Regions from separate parts of the Mus musculus genome. Here region 2 is linked to region 1. Evidence: chromatin contacts called from public HiChIP or PLAC-seq data. All regions are on one chromosome and are shown on one strand. The core of a region is the stretch at or near the end of the contact, and the rest is flanking DNA. Distances in the headings are between cores, read along the strand shown. Region 1 holds the start of Nefm (neurofilament, medium polypeptide). Region 2 has its middle 46 kb from the start of Gm31227.

What was found. HiChIP or PLAC-seq counts read pairs in DNA pulled down with a chosen protein or histone mark.
Region 2: an H3K4me3 HiChIP or PLAC-seq map of neural tube shows a contact between it and region 1, with 3 times the contacts expected there. The contact joins the enhancer-like site here to the promoter of Nefm in region 1. A contact is called at or near these places in 3 of 39 promoter capture datasets (embryonic stem cells and liver) and 3 of 115 datasets of contacts at active chromatin or transcription factors (embryonic midbrain, neural progenitor cells and neural tube).

Annotation. Positions count from the first base shown.
Region 1 is chr14:68,121,105-68,126,975 of GRCm38.p6, forward strand. Nefm (neurofilament, medium polypeptide) reads right to left here and starts at 3,900. Exons shown (of 3, transcript NM_008691.2): 1 at 2,636-3,900; 2 at 1,717-1,841; 3 at 1-280. The coding sequence starts at 3,709. It overlaps A230070E04Rik (RIKEN cDNA A230070E04 gene), which reads left to right and starts at 2,648. Exons shown (of 3, transcript NR_045897.1): 1 at 2,648-3,724; 2 at 4,414-4,592.
Region 2 is chr14:68,388,719-68,394,703 of GRCm38.p6, forward strand. No RefSeq gene overlaps it. Among named protein-coding and RNA genes, the nearest start is that of Gm31227, 46 kb to the right of the region's middle. Within about 2 kb of position 3,358, at least 9 of the 459 cell types and tissues checked have an H3K27ac peak or open chromatin away from gene starts, as enhancers often do. A contact at or near this core is called in neural tube, where this site is marked.

The sequences.
Region 1 (5,871 bases), core at 2,650-5,149:
CTTTTCTTCGGCCTCTTCCTTCTCCTCTTTGGCGGAGGCTGCCAACTCCTCTGCGATGGCTGTGAGGGTTTCTTCCATTTCTGACTTCTCATCTTCCACTTTAGTTTCTTCGATGATCTCCTCCACAAATTTGTGTTGGACCTTGAGCTTGGGGGCCTCGACTTTGGTCTTCTGAATCTTACTGGATATTGTGACTGAGGGCTGTCGGTGTGTGTACAGAGGCCCGGTGATGCTTCCTGAAAATGTGCTAAATCTGGTCTCTTCCCCCTCTAGGAGTTTCCTAAGGAGAGAACCAAAGAGGATGAGACATCAAGAAAGACTTGTTTGGTCTTCTAATCTTCATTACCACAAGCTTAATGTAGTGGGCACTTTTGAATAAATAGAACCACGTAAGGAAATACTCTTTCTACCAGGGCAGTGAGTGCTTACTGCCATTTCATCAACATGTTTATCATATCCTGGGGCAGATTCTCCAAGAGTGCCAGACAGTCCTCTGCTGTAGTGCCTAGCCACTCCCAGTAGACAACTAACCACACCCAGTCAGTAAATGCATCTCTGCGGCAGGCATGCAGTTGCGCGGCAGGCATGCAGTTGCGCGGCAGGCATGCAGTTGCGCGGCAGGCATGCAGTTGCTGTAGGTGTAGTATGAATGTGCTAAAATGGTCTCTAGTGGCCAACCCACTTTGTCCCCCAAACGGTGTCCTCCCTCATCATTTGAATTGCCAAGATTTCTATGAGTTTTAAAAGCAAATAAAATGTTCAATTTAAAATTAAAACTATTGAGCATAAGTCAGAATGTTGATGAATTTAAATTATAGCTACATACGAATATAGGTGAAGCAAATTATAATTTGTTCAGTGACAGAATGTCTCTTGGTACAGTCGTTTGGTTCCCTTAAAAAGACAGTGCAGCTTATTCTTGCTGTAACAGCCTTACAGGAAGTGACTGCCTCCTCAAGAGCTGTATGCTTTGAGTCTGGCCAACAGAAAGACAGCATTACTCAGGAGACCTAGATAGAACCAGTTTACAGATAAAGAGATCAAACCTATATTTGCCTATATGTCTAGTTCTATATGTTTTTATACATACACGCTTGTCTAGATCTAGATATGAGGGTATCACACTTTACATATGTAGATAAATATATATTAAATTTACATTTCTATCCAGATTGAATGCATGTATATTATCCATAGACTTAAAGTAAGTGCACCTATATTCTAGTGTGCCTATATCTAGTCTCAGCCAGAGGATGGCAACAGTAAGCTGTAACAGAAAGAGAAGAGAAGCATGACCTGGTGTTTGTCCTTGGCTTTATAAAAGAGAACCATCAGATGAAATACTAAAAATGAAAACTTCATCTGCTTGTCAGACATACAGACGCTTGAAACAAAAATTTAAACCTATTGCTACGCCCCCAGCAACTCAAAAGTACTATTCTTTGGTGCATATTTGGGCTTTTTCATACAATATATTTTGGTTCCCTCCCCCAGTTCCACCCTCCTCCCCGATCTTCTCCGTAGTCACTCTTTAAAGCTGAAGTAGGTTGGTAAACCTGTATCTGTAATACTTAGGATTCTGTTCGTAACTGAGCTGGGGAGTCAGGGCTCTGAGCCTGTCTCACTAGGCCAGCTTTGGTTTAAGTGGGGAAGGCTGTTCGCAGCAGCCTCTGCAGTGCCTGTAGGGTCTGGACCAAGTCTGCAGAGATCCTGTACCTGTACGCGGCGATCTCGATGTCCAGGGCCATCTTGACGTTAAGGAGATCCTGGTATTCTCGCAAATGACGAGCCATTTCCCACTTGGTTCCCCGAAGTTCATTTTCCAACTGCTGGATGGTGTCCTGAAAGGTACAGGGAGTCTCTAGAAACTTCCTTCACAAGACACTTGCTATTCCCTGCCCCGAGCCCTTTCCTACCCACCCCCGGAATTCCCCCTTCCCCGCCAGTCCCATGAGCCTCGCAGACATCCCTCCTAGCTATCCCTCCTTCTTTTATGATAGTAAAATTCAAAACAAAGCAACAAAAATCAACCAGACAGTTCCTAGGCACAACACACACGGAGACTGGCAAGCCTAGAATGCCCCTAGAAGGGAGCACTGAGGAATCTGAGGAAGGTCCCTAGCGGACTTTGCCCCCCCCCCAATCCCCGCCCAAATTTTGGACTGAAGCCAGCTTTGAGAGCTCCGCCCATCGCGGCTGGAGGCGGGGGGGGGGGGGAGTGGAGAGTAAGGGGGTGAGGAGGAGGGGTGGAGATATGGGTGGGGGAGGGGAAGGGGAGCGAAGAAGGAGGCAGGAATACAAGAGACTATCTGTGCTCCTGCTTATTAAACGGTGTGTTTCTCAACGACCAGAATGTGCCTTTTTACTTTTACAGTAAAATCTATCGTAGGAAAGCAAGTTTTTGAAGGAGATGGGAATTTCTAAGTAGTTGCGGCAAGTGGGTGGGACAAGGAGGAGGGGCGGAGCACAGACCTTGGGCTTTGGCTAACCCGCGTCTGCGAAGCTCGTGCGCGCACTGGAATGCGGCCACCAGGGAGCGCGACCAAGAGGGCCTCTGGGCGCGCTCTCGAGTGTCGTGTCGGGGGCGCGCGGCGCTGGCGCTGGCGCAGGCCGGCCGCGCAGCCGCGGTTCCTACCTGGTAGCTGCTGAGGTCGTGGTTGTGGCGCTCCTCGATGTCGCTGAGCTGCCGCTCCAGGGACTCCTTAGTGCCTCGCACCGACTCGAGCTCGATGCTCTTGGACTGCAGCTGGCGCCGGTACTCGGCGATCTCTTCCTTGGCAGAGCGAATGGCCTCCTTGTTCTGCTCGGCCGCCTCGGTGAGCTTGGCGTAGCGGCATTTGAACCACTCTTCGGCCTGGTGCATGTTCTGGTCTGAGTGACACTCGAGCTGGGAGCGGATCTCCTTCAGCGCCGTGGAGATGTCTGTCTTCAGGTAATCTTTGCGCTCTACCGTGATGTGCGACGCCTGGATCTGAGCCAGCAGGTCGGCCACCTCCTCTTCGTGATTGCTCCGCAGGAAAGCCACCTCATCCTGCAGCGACTGCACCTTCTTGTCCAGCTCCACCTTAACCATCGACGACTCTTCGATGTCTTTGCGCAGCGCGCGAATGGCAGCCTCGGTGTCGTCCCGCAGCCGCGCCTCCTCCTCGAAGCGCTCCTTGAGCCGGTGGATGTCTTCCTCCAAGTGATCGGAGTCCAGCTGCACTTGAGCCTTCTCGTGGTTCACCATCTCGAGGGTGGCGCGCAGCTCTCGGATCTCCTGGTCGTAAGCATCACCCAGCTGGGCGTGCGAGGCCTGCTTCTGCCGCAGTGCCTGGATCTCTGCTTCGATCTCCTTGTTCTGTTGTTCCAAGTAGTGCACTTTCTCGATGTAGCCGGCGAAGCGGTCGTTCAGCCCCTGCAGCTGCTCTTTCTCGTTAGAGCGGGACAGTTTGTAGTCGCCGCCGGAGCCGCCGTTGAGCAGCGACGAGGACTGGCTGAAGTCGAGGCTGCTCTCGGCCGAGCTGAGCATAGCCGAGCTGTAGGCGAGACGCGGGGCGAGCGCGCTGCGCTTGTAGGAGGAGGACACGGTGCTGGGCGAGCCGCGGGACCAGGACTGCGAGCGGAAGCCGCTGGACGGGGAACCGCTCACGCGGCTGAAGCTGGAGCGGGTCTCGGTGACCCGCCGGTAGGCGGACGGGTTGCCCAGCGAGTCCAGCGTGTAGCTCATCTTGGAGGCCTTGGGGTGTGTGGCTGTCACAGCGTTCTGCCGGCCTCGCCGCAGCCCCTTTATAGCGGAGCAGCTGGTCCCGGGCCAGGGCCCCGCCCCGTGGAGGCGGCGGCCGAGGAGGCGGGGACTGCGGGTACCGGGCCGGGGGTGGGGGGAAGGGGGAGACAAGCCTTGCGGTGATTCAGCGGCCGCTCCACGTGGGCCCGCACCACACTGGACCCCACACTTGGGTGTCGCCGGGCCGGCCTTTTCCTAGCGTCCCCTTGAGTTCCAGACCTCTTGTCACCCGGTAGCTTGCCCTTCTCTGCTTTTTCACCAGCAGTTTGCAGTTCACAGCTTTGGCGCAAGTGCCCTTTCCCAGCGCCCTTTCTTTGTCTCGCCACTCTCGGCCCTCTGAGCAGCTCTTCTCTGGCTTCCTGACTTTCGTCTGGCCCCCTACCTCTTAGTCTCTTTCTTCCTTACTTTTGGCCGTAGGGTCCGCTGTTCTTTATCACACACACCCCTCCCACCTCTCCACGAGGCCCTTCTCCCTCTACTTTTTTTTTTTTTTCTTCATCCGGCATTTCCCTTGAAGCCCTTTCCCCTGGGACTTTTTTTCTTTGCAGCCTCGACTTTCACCCCTTAACCCCCAACTCTCTTTTTGTTCCCCCATCCATCCTTGTCTTTCTTGTCTCCCCCCCCCCCCACTCCTCGTCTTAAAGCAGCAAGAGATGAGCTGAGAGTTATGCAGAAGAAAAAAAAGAGAGAGTTTTTGAGGAATGGCCCGCCGGAAACCTCCGGAAAGGGGACAAAGAAGACAGGCCGGGGTAGTCATTTGTGTTAAAAGTGGAAAGTGGCACTCCAGTCTGCTTAACTGTTGGGGGACGACTGCAGCTTCCAGCAGGTAAGGCGCTGTGACGCCCAAGGATCCGGCAGCACCAAGGACAGCGCCCAGGCGTGCCCATGGGATTCTGCTGGGTTCGCAGCCTACCAGAGTCCAGAGGAGGGTCACTTCTGGCTCATCTCCTCCAGTGAATACTATTAAACCTGTTTGTAGGGGCTGTTTGTTTGTAGGGAACAAGCTGGAAATCCCACACTAAGACAGTGCAGAGTTGGCACAATGAACAGACTGCAGATTTTGAAATCAACTAAAAGCCATTCAACTCAGTTAAGGAAAATAGAGACTTGAAACCCAGTTTGACTTTACCAATAAGTGAGGGATGTTAGGGAAGGAGGAGACACAAGGCCTGAAATTTGAAGGTCAACTACTCACCGGGAAGGGGAAATCCGAGATGAAAAAAAAAAAAAAACCCAGGGAGATAGTGTGTATGTTAAGTTTGAAAACTGCATAGTCATCTTTCTGTCTGGGTACTACTTACGTGTACTGTTACAACCGACAGGGCAACTGAATTAGTTTTAAATTAATTGAAAGGTAACTGGACAGCCTCATCTCAGTCTTGAATAAGCCAGGTGGTCCCTCTGCCCCCATTTAAAAACGCAACCTATTTCCTTATGTTGATTTTGATGACCGATTTGGACCCACCATCCCTTAAGCATGCTTATTTAAACAAACATTCTACAGGGGTTTCCTTTGACTGTATATTTGAACTGAAAATGTCCTTCTATTTTGGATTACAGTTTGGGAAGATTCAGAGTGAAAAAGTTCAGAGTCTTGACAGAGAAAGTGAGAGATGGACTGCAGTCCTGCGGGGGTGGGGGTGGGGGTGGGGTGGGGGGTGTCACAGGAAGGAGTGGGCGTTGTGAAATGCTTACTGTGGGTCAGAATAAACCAGCGCTTGGAAGCAGAGAAGGCAGACTGTTGTACCTTTTCGGGCATATATTCTCTAACCTCTGCTTCATTATGTGACAGAGTTGTAGTCATCAGTAAGTAATCACAGACGCCTCCCTTTCTGAGGCTTTGATTTTGTAGTTTTATAAGCTCCCAGCCCATACATTTTAAGATAGAAGCGAGTTTTTAAAAGGAAAAAAGGCTCGTTTAAGGAGTTAACTTTTGGATCTCGAATGTGAAACTGCAGCATTGCGGGCTGCGGGGGTGGAGGGTGAGGGGGCTGGGTATGAGGCGGATCTGATCTGCTGAGTATTGCTTACTGCTCAAGCAGAGAGAGCCCAGACTCAAGTCCCCAAAAATGGCGTTCCACAAAGTGGACGACTAACTTGTAAAT
Region 2 (5,985 bases), core at 2,108-4,607, 270 kb after region 1:
TGAGCAAAGTAAACCATCCTTTTCTAAATTGCTTTTTAAAGAAATTTTGTCACCGCAAGGAGGAAAGTAATGTGTAGAGTAACAACACAACTTTCTGAGTTACTCCCCATAACTGAGAATTTCTGTTTTTTGACCAACATTTCCAAAAAATACTTTCCTACCATATATTTGGAAAACACTACTTTGCTCTACACGTCTAAGAACTGACTTTTGATTCGACATTTAAATGAGGTTACATGATTTCATCTTTCTGTGACTTATGTATCTGTCTGTCTGTCTGTCTGTCTGTCTGTCTCCCAGAATATCTTCTAGGCCCACAGTAGTCTTTCCTGTAACAATATATATTTAACATAGTTAGTTATCAGGAATACTTTTTATATATTTAATGGATGACTCAAAGCCAGTTCATTCTGGCATACAGATGAGAATTACCAGGACCAGGAAATGTATGAGTTGGTTGTTAAAGATGACTAATGATCAAAATTAAATTATACATGCTTTAAAATTAAATCATATCTTTAAAAGAAAATACTCAAAACCCTAATCACTTTGCTATATTTTCTCCATTTCCTATGTTTCTGAAGTTACTTATAAATCTTGTCATGACACCATTGTAAATAAACATGATGCTGTGTATCTTGCCTACTGTGCAAGATGTTGGCCAGTGAAAGAAAGTCTGACAAATTCCTTCACTCTTTTACTGTCCCACCAGCCAACAGATTTGTTTCAATTACACTTGTTCATGAAATGTAAATCCAAGTGTAGTGGTTAAGTGTGTCAGAGCTCAGAAAAGTCAAGAAAACACCCTGGGGTCAATAATGGCTATGAGGAATATTATTTGAAAAATTATGCTACTCAGCTATGACAGATGCATTTATGTTTAAAACATTTGCATATACACAGTCATATTTTTTTTCAGAGACTTATAAAATCTTCACTGATAAAACTTGGCTTGTGGTAGAAATTTAGCAAACACAGGTTAATGACAAAACATTTTTCAGTTTTTAAAGATTTGTTTAATTTTAATTTTGTGTATGGGGGAACACTGGGGCAAGGGAAGTGTGTATCTATATATGTGTGAGTACAGGTGCCTTTTGAGTCCAGAAGAGGGAGTTGGATCCCCTGTACCTGGAGCTAGAGGCAATTCTGAACCTTTCTGTGTGGGTGCTGAGAACCGAACTCAGATATTCTGCATGAGTCCTATGCACTGAGCAACGTCTCAAGCCCTGACATGTGCTGACTCATGTTTCTACATGCTCCCTGCCTTCCAGAAAACATTCCTCTAGCAAGAGTGCTGGGACGCTTTAGTGATTGTGGTAGGAGAGTTTGAAGGGGAGGAAAGAACTAGACAATTGACTGCCTCATGAGCTGGCAATGTTGAGGGACTGAATTTGGTGATGGAGAGGGAGAGATAAGAGGCCCACTTGTGGTTTTATTTTTCATGTAGATTTTTGTTTTATAAAGAGGGGCTTGTTTAAAGCTGCCTTGGGTAATGCCTATTCTAACTTGATCTGTCCACTTAACCAATAGAATTTCATCTTGACTCTGGCATTAGGATGTGTCTTAACCTAGTTTTCCTGTCCATTCTTTTCCTTAGAAGCAAATTTGAATTGCCATTTTTCTCCTTTGAATGGGAGAAATGTTCACCTTATAAGCACTTGTGTTGAGTGTGTTGGAAAGACTTGTTTCAAAGGAAAATGTTTTGCTCGCAACTTTCTCGAACTTCTTTTTTTTTTTCCTGTGTAACATGTGAAATACTCATTTGCTGCAATCATAGGCTATTGTAGGAGCTTCTCAGGGTATTGGTCATCTCATATCAAATCAATAATATGTGTTACACAGAGAATTAAAAGGTGTGATTTCATCACCTTCTTGCCTCATTCTATTGTGTGCCCTCCTCCTAGCCTTGAGCCGGCTGAATCAGACTTTGTTTTGCCACAGTTGGCTAGCCCACCTAGAGTGGAATCTTCTGACTTAGGCAAAATCTATTGTCCTGCCACTTCTGCAGTTTCCTGCAGAAGCTACTACCTGCTGAGCAGCTGAGTGAGCTTGTTTTCCTGATGAGTTCCTGACAAAGTGGGGGATGGGTTTCTCCCCTTTCAAAATTCAGACTCAAGAATTAAAGTTGAGCCTTGATCAGAGAACTTTGTTATTTCTCACCATCCTTCCAATCCATCCCCAGCTTTCCTTTTAGAAACCCAGTAACCCAGAGCCACTGGAGGCTACAATATTGGGTTTCTTTTTATGTGCTGTGCTTCTGTGAATGTCTTAATAGATGATTTCAACAGATGATTTCTTTTTCTTTGATGAGGGAAAAAACAATGAATGAGCCAACCCTACCTTTCTCTTTCTTTGTGTTCTATGTAGTAATCACTGTTCATTTATTTCTAGAATTTGAGTACAAAAACTGAAAGAGAGAGAGAAAGGTCTGTTGTCTGCTTTTCTCAATGCCAGGCACTGTGTGCAGACAGCTTTAATGAATTCTCATGCTAGCTCAGCAAGCATATAACTATGTCTCCTTTCACAGTGAGGAAAACGAAAACCTGGAAGATTACAGCGTGTAGCCCATTCTGAGTGCGAATATAACCTTCTTACTGCAAGAACTGTTTTTCTACTGCAATGCAGTTAGTTTTGGTTGACATTTAAAACTTTAAAAACCAAGTTGTAAGTATCACACTATAATATTTCTTACCACTGTCTTTACTGTAAGTAAGCAGCAAAATGAAGCAGAAAACAAATAAACAACATCAAACAAACAAAAAACGTGGGTAGAGAACCAAAAGATAGATTCAAACTGTTCACTCTTGAAACTGGCACTTGAAAGACTCACTATTTTGGTTAAGTCATGTAAAAATTTGTACTGGTAATTTTTTGCAATTCAGGCATACAAACTAGAAGATTCTTGAATTTAATTGGCACCACTCAAGTTTCCTTATATGAGTTTCCTTCTATTCCCATGTTTCCAGTAAGGAAACATTGCATGTTTCCTTTATGAAGAAAAATGGATGTAAGTAGGAAGTAGGCACTTCCAATCCCAGACTAATACAGGAATTGATGAATGCTTGTCCTCTTGAGATAAAGGACTGATTGTATTTTGTCCCAAATTATGTTAGAACAACATTTTATCATTTTGCACCGTTTTGCACTGATTGATAACAAGATGCTGTTATCATCAGTAAATGGTATTTTTCCTTTACTGAAAAAAAAAAAACCACCAGGAGGAAATGTAGTTTTCTGTATGGATGGGTCAGCCTGGGGGTGAATCTGTGTCTCCTGATATTTATTACCATGGCTACCACGTAACCTAAGATGCATGTAATGGAGAGCCAAGTGCCTTGTGCAGAGGAGCAGCTGGGATGCTCTGACAAGGGCATGACCCCATGCTGGAGAAAGAGAGCCTAGAAAGAGACATCAGTCTAACCAGGGATTGCTTCCCAGGCTGCAGAGTCAAACTGTCTCCTAGAATACCGCAAGAATTCATCCATCAAAGAAAGAATAACCGGCTGCTGTGTGTGAGATCAGTGACCAGAGATTCTGCAACAGTGAGAAATGTTCTGTAAATCATTTCTTTGTCTGCCATAAGGTTTGTATTTTGTGTCTACATATTGAATCATGAAGTTCCACCATGACTCCTGTGTAAATCTCCTCTACATTATCTCTGGAAAGATGCCCAGATATGCCAGTGGGATCTGTAAGTTATCACTCATCCAATTTGTAACTAATTGTATGGACTTTTGATTTTGTACCTGGCACTTGCAACATGCTTTGATATAACTTACTTTCTCATTTTTTAAATAACAAATTTATATATATGTATGTATTGTACGTGTGTGTGTGTGTGTGTGTGTGTGTGTATGATTATTTTTAAATGAGGAAGTTGAGCCAAGGTCCAAGTTCACCCTGGTAGTAAGTGAGCAAACCAATGAATGTTGCAACTTTGATATGTTGGACTCTGTAAGTTTACAACTGAACACAGTCTTAAGTGCCCTTTTTTATAAATTAATGTTCAAAGTCTATGACTTGTTTTGTAGTTGTCTTTCTCAATCCATCCTCTTTCAGTCATCCTCACAGTCACTGTTTTAGCAGACATTTTTAACAACCCACACTTGAACTATTTTCAAAAGTTTCTCCCATAGTAATCTTTATACATCCATAAAACAGAAATCAGGTAGATTATTCCTTTATTTAAGATCCTTCAATCTGATTGTCTAGCTCTGGGCTCGCTGTTCAGTCTGGAGGACACTTGGGGAATCCCAAGAACATCCTATTTCCCCATGAAAACCTTCGAATGCCCCAACACTAACCAGCTTGGTCCCCTGTTACACCAATTCCATTCCAATTGGATCCACCCACCATTGACCAGGATGCTCCCTTCAGAGTAGGGTCCACCACTGGAGTTGCAGCCTGCAGAGTGGGATCTGCTTGAGGTACATCCAGCAGAGTAAGATACTTTGACCTCCACTGTCTGTCCCATGACTTCCCTCATCTTCCAGAGAAGACATGCTGCCGTCAGGATCATCCAGCCAACCGCAGGGAAAGCCAGATGCCTAAAGAACAGTGTAAGAACACAAACAACAGGACCCAATACACTATGGCACCACCAGAGCCCAGCTATTCTGCTACATCAAACCCTAGATACCCTAATGAAGCTGATGCACAAGAAGAGGATCTTAAATATAATCTTATCAGGGCAATAGAGGATTTTAAAAGGAGCATGAATAAATCCCTTAAGGAAAGACAGGAAAATATATTCAAACAGAGATATTAAAAAAGGACACAGATAAGTACAAAGAAATTCAAGAAAATACAATCAAATAGGTGAAGGTTATGAATAAAACTCTCCAAGACCTGAAAAGGGAAATAGAAGCAATAAAGAAAACACAAACTGAGGTAAGCCTAGTGATGGAAAACCTAGGATAAAGAACAGGAACTATAGAATAAAGGAGACAGAGGAGAGAATCTCAGGTGTAAACAATACAGTAGGAAAAATTGATATATCAGTCAAAGAAAATGCAAAATCTAAAAAGCACATGACACAAAACATCCAAGAAATTTGTGATACCATAGAAAGGCAAAACCTAAGAATAATAGGATTAGAAGAAGATTCCCAGCTCAAAGGCCCAGAAAATATCTTCAGCAAAATCATATTAGAAAAGTTCCCTAACACAAAGAAAGAGATACTTATAAACATACAAGAAGCTTGCAGAACATGAAACAGATTGGTACAGAAAAGAAAAAGTTCCAGCTATATAATAGTCAAAACACTAAATATACAGAACAGAGAATTTTAAAGGAAGCAAAGGGAAAAGGACAAGTAACATATAAAGGCAGACCTATCAGGATTACACCTGAGTTCTCACCTGAGAATCTAAAAGCTAGATGGAGCTGGGCAGAGATCTTACAGACCCTAAGTGACCACAGATGTTAGCCCAGACTACTATATCCAGTAAAAGCTTTCAGTAGCCATAGATAGAAAAACCAAGATATTCCATGACAAAACCAAAGTTGAACAGTACCTTTTCACTAACATAGTCGTAAAGAGGATACTAGAAGAAAAATCCAGCTCAATGAGGCTAACTATAGTCAAGAAAAAAGGAAATAAAAAATCATTGTTCATTAATACCTCTTAATATCAATGGACTCAATTCCTCAGTAAAAAGATAAGGTTAACAAAGTGGATATGTAAACAGAATCCATCATTCTGCTGTATACAAGAAACAACAAAGATATTCATTATCTCACTATAAAGGCCTGGAAAAAGGTTTTCAAAACAAACAAACCCAAGAAACAAACTCGAGTAGTCATTCTAATATCTAATAAAATAGACAAAACAGGATACTTCATACCCCTCATTGGAAAAATCCACCAAAAAGGACATCTCAATTCTGAACATCTATCTATGCCACAAATGCAAGGGCACCCACATTTGTAAAAAGAAACATTGCTAAATCACACATTGAACCCCACACATGCATGAGACCTCAT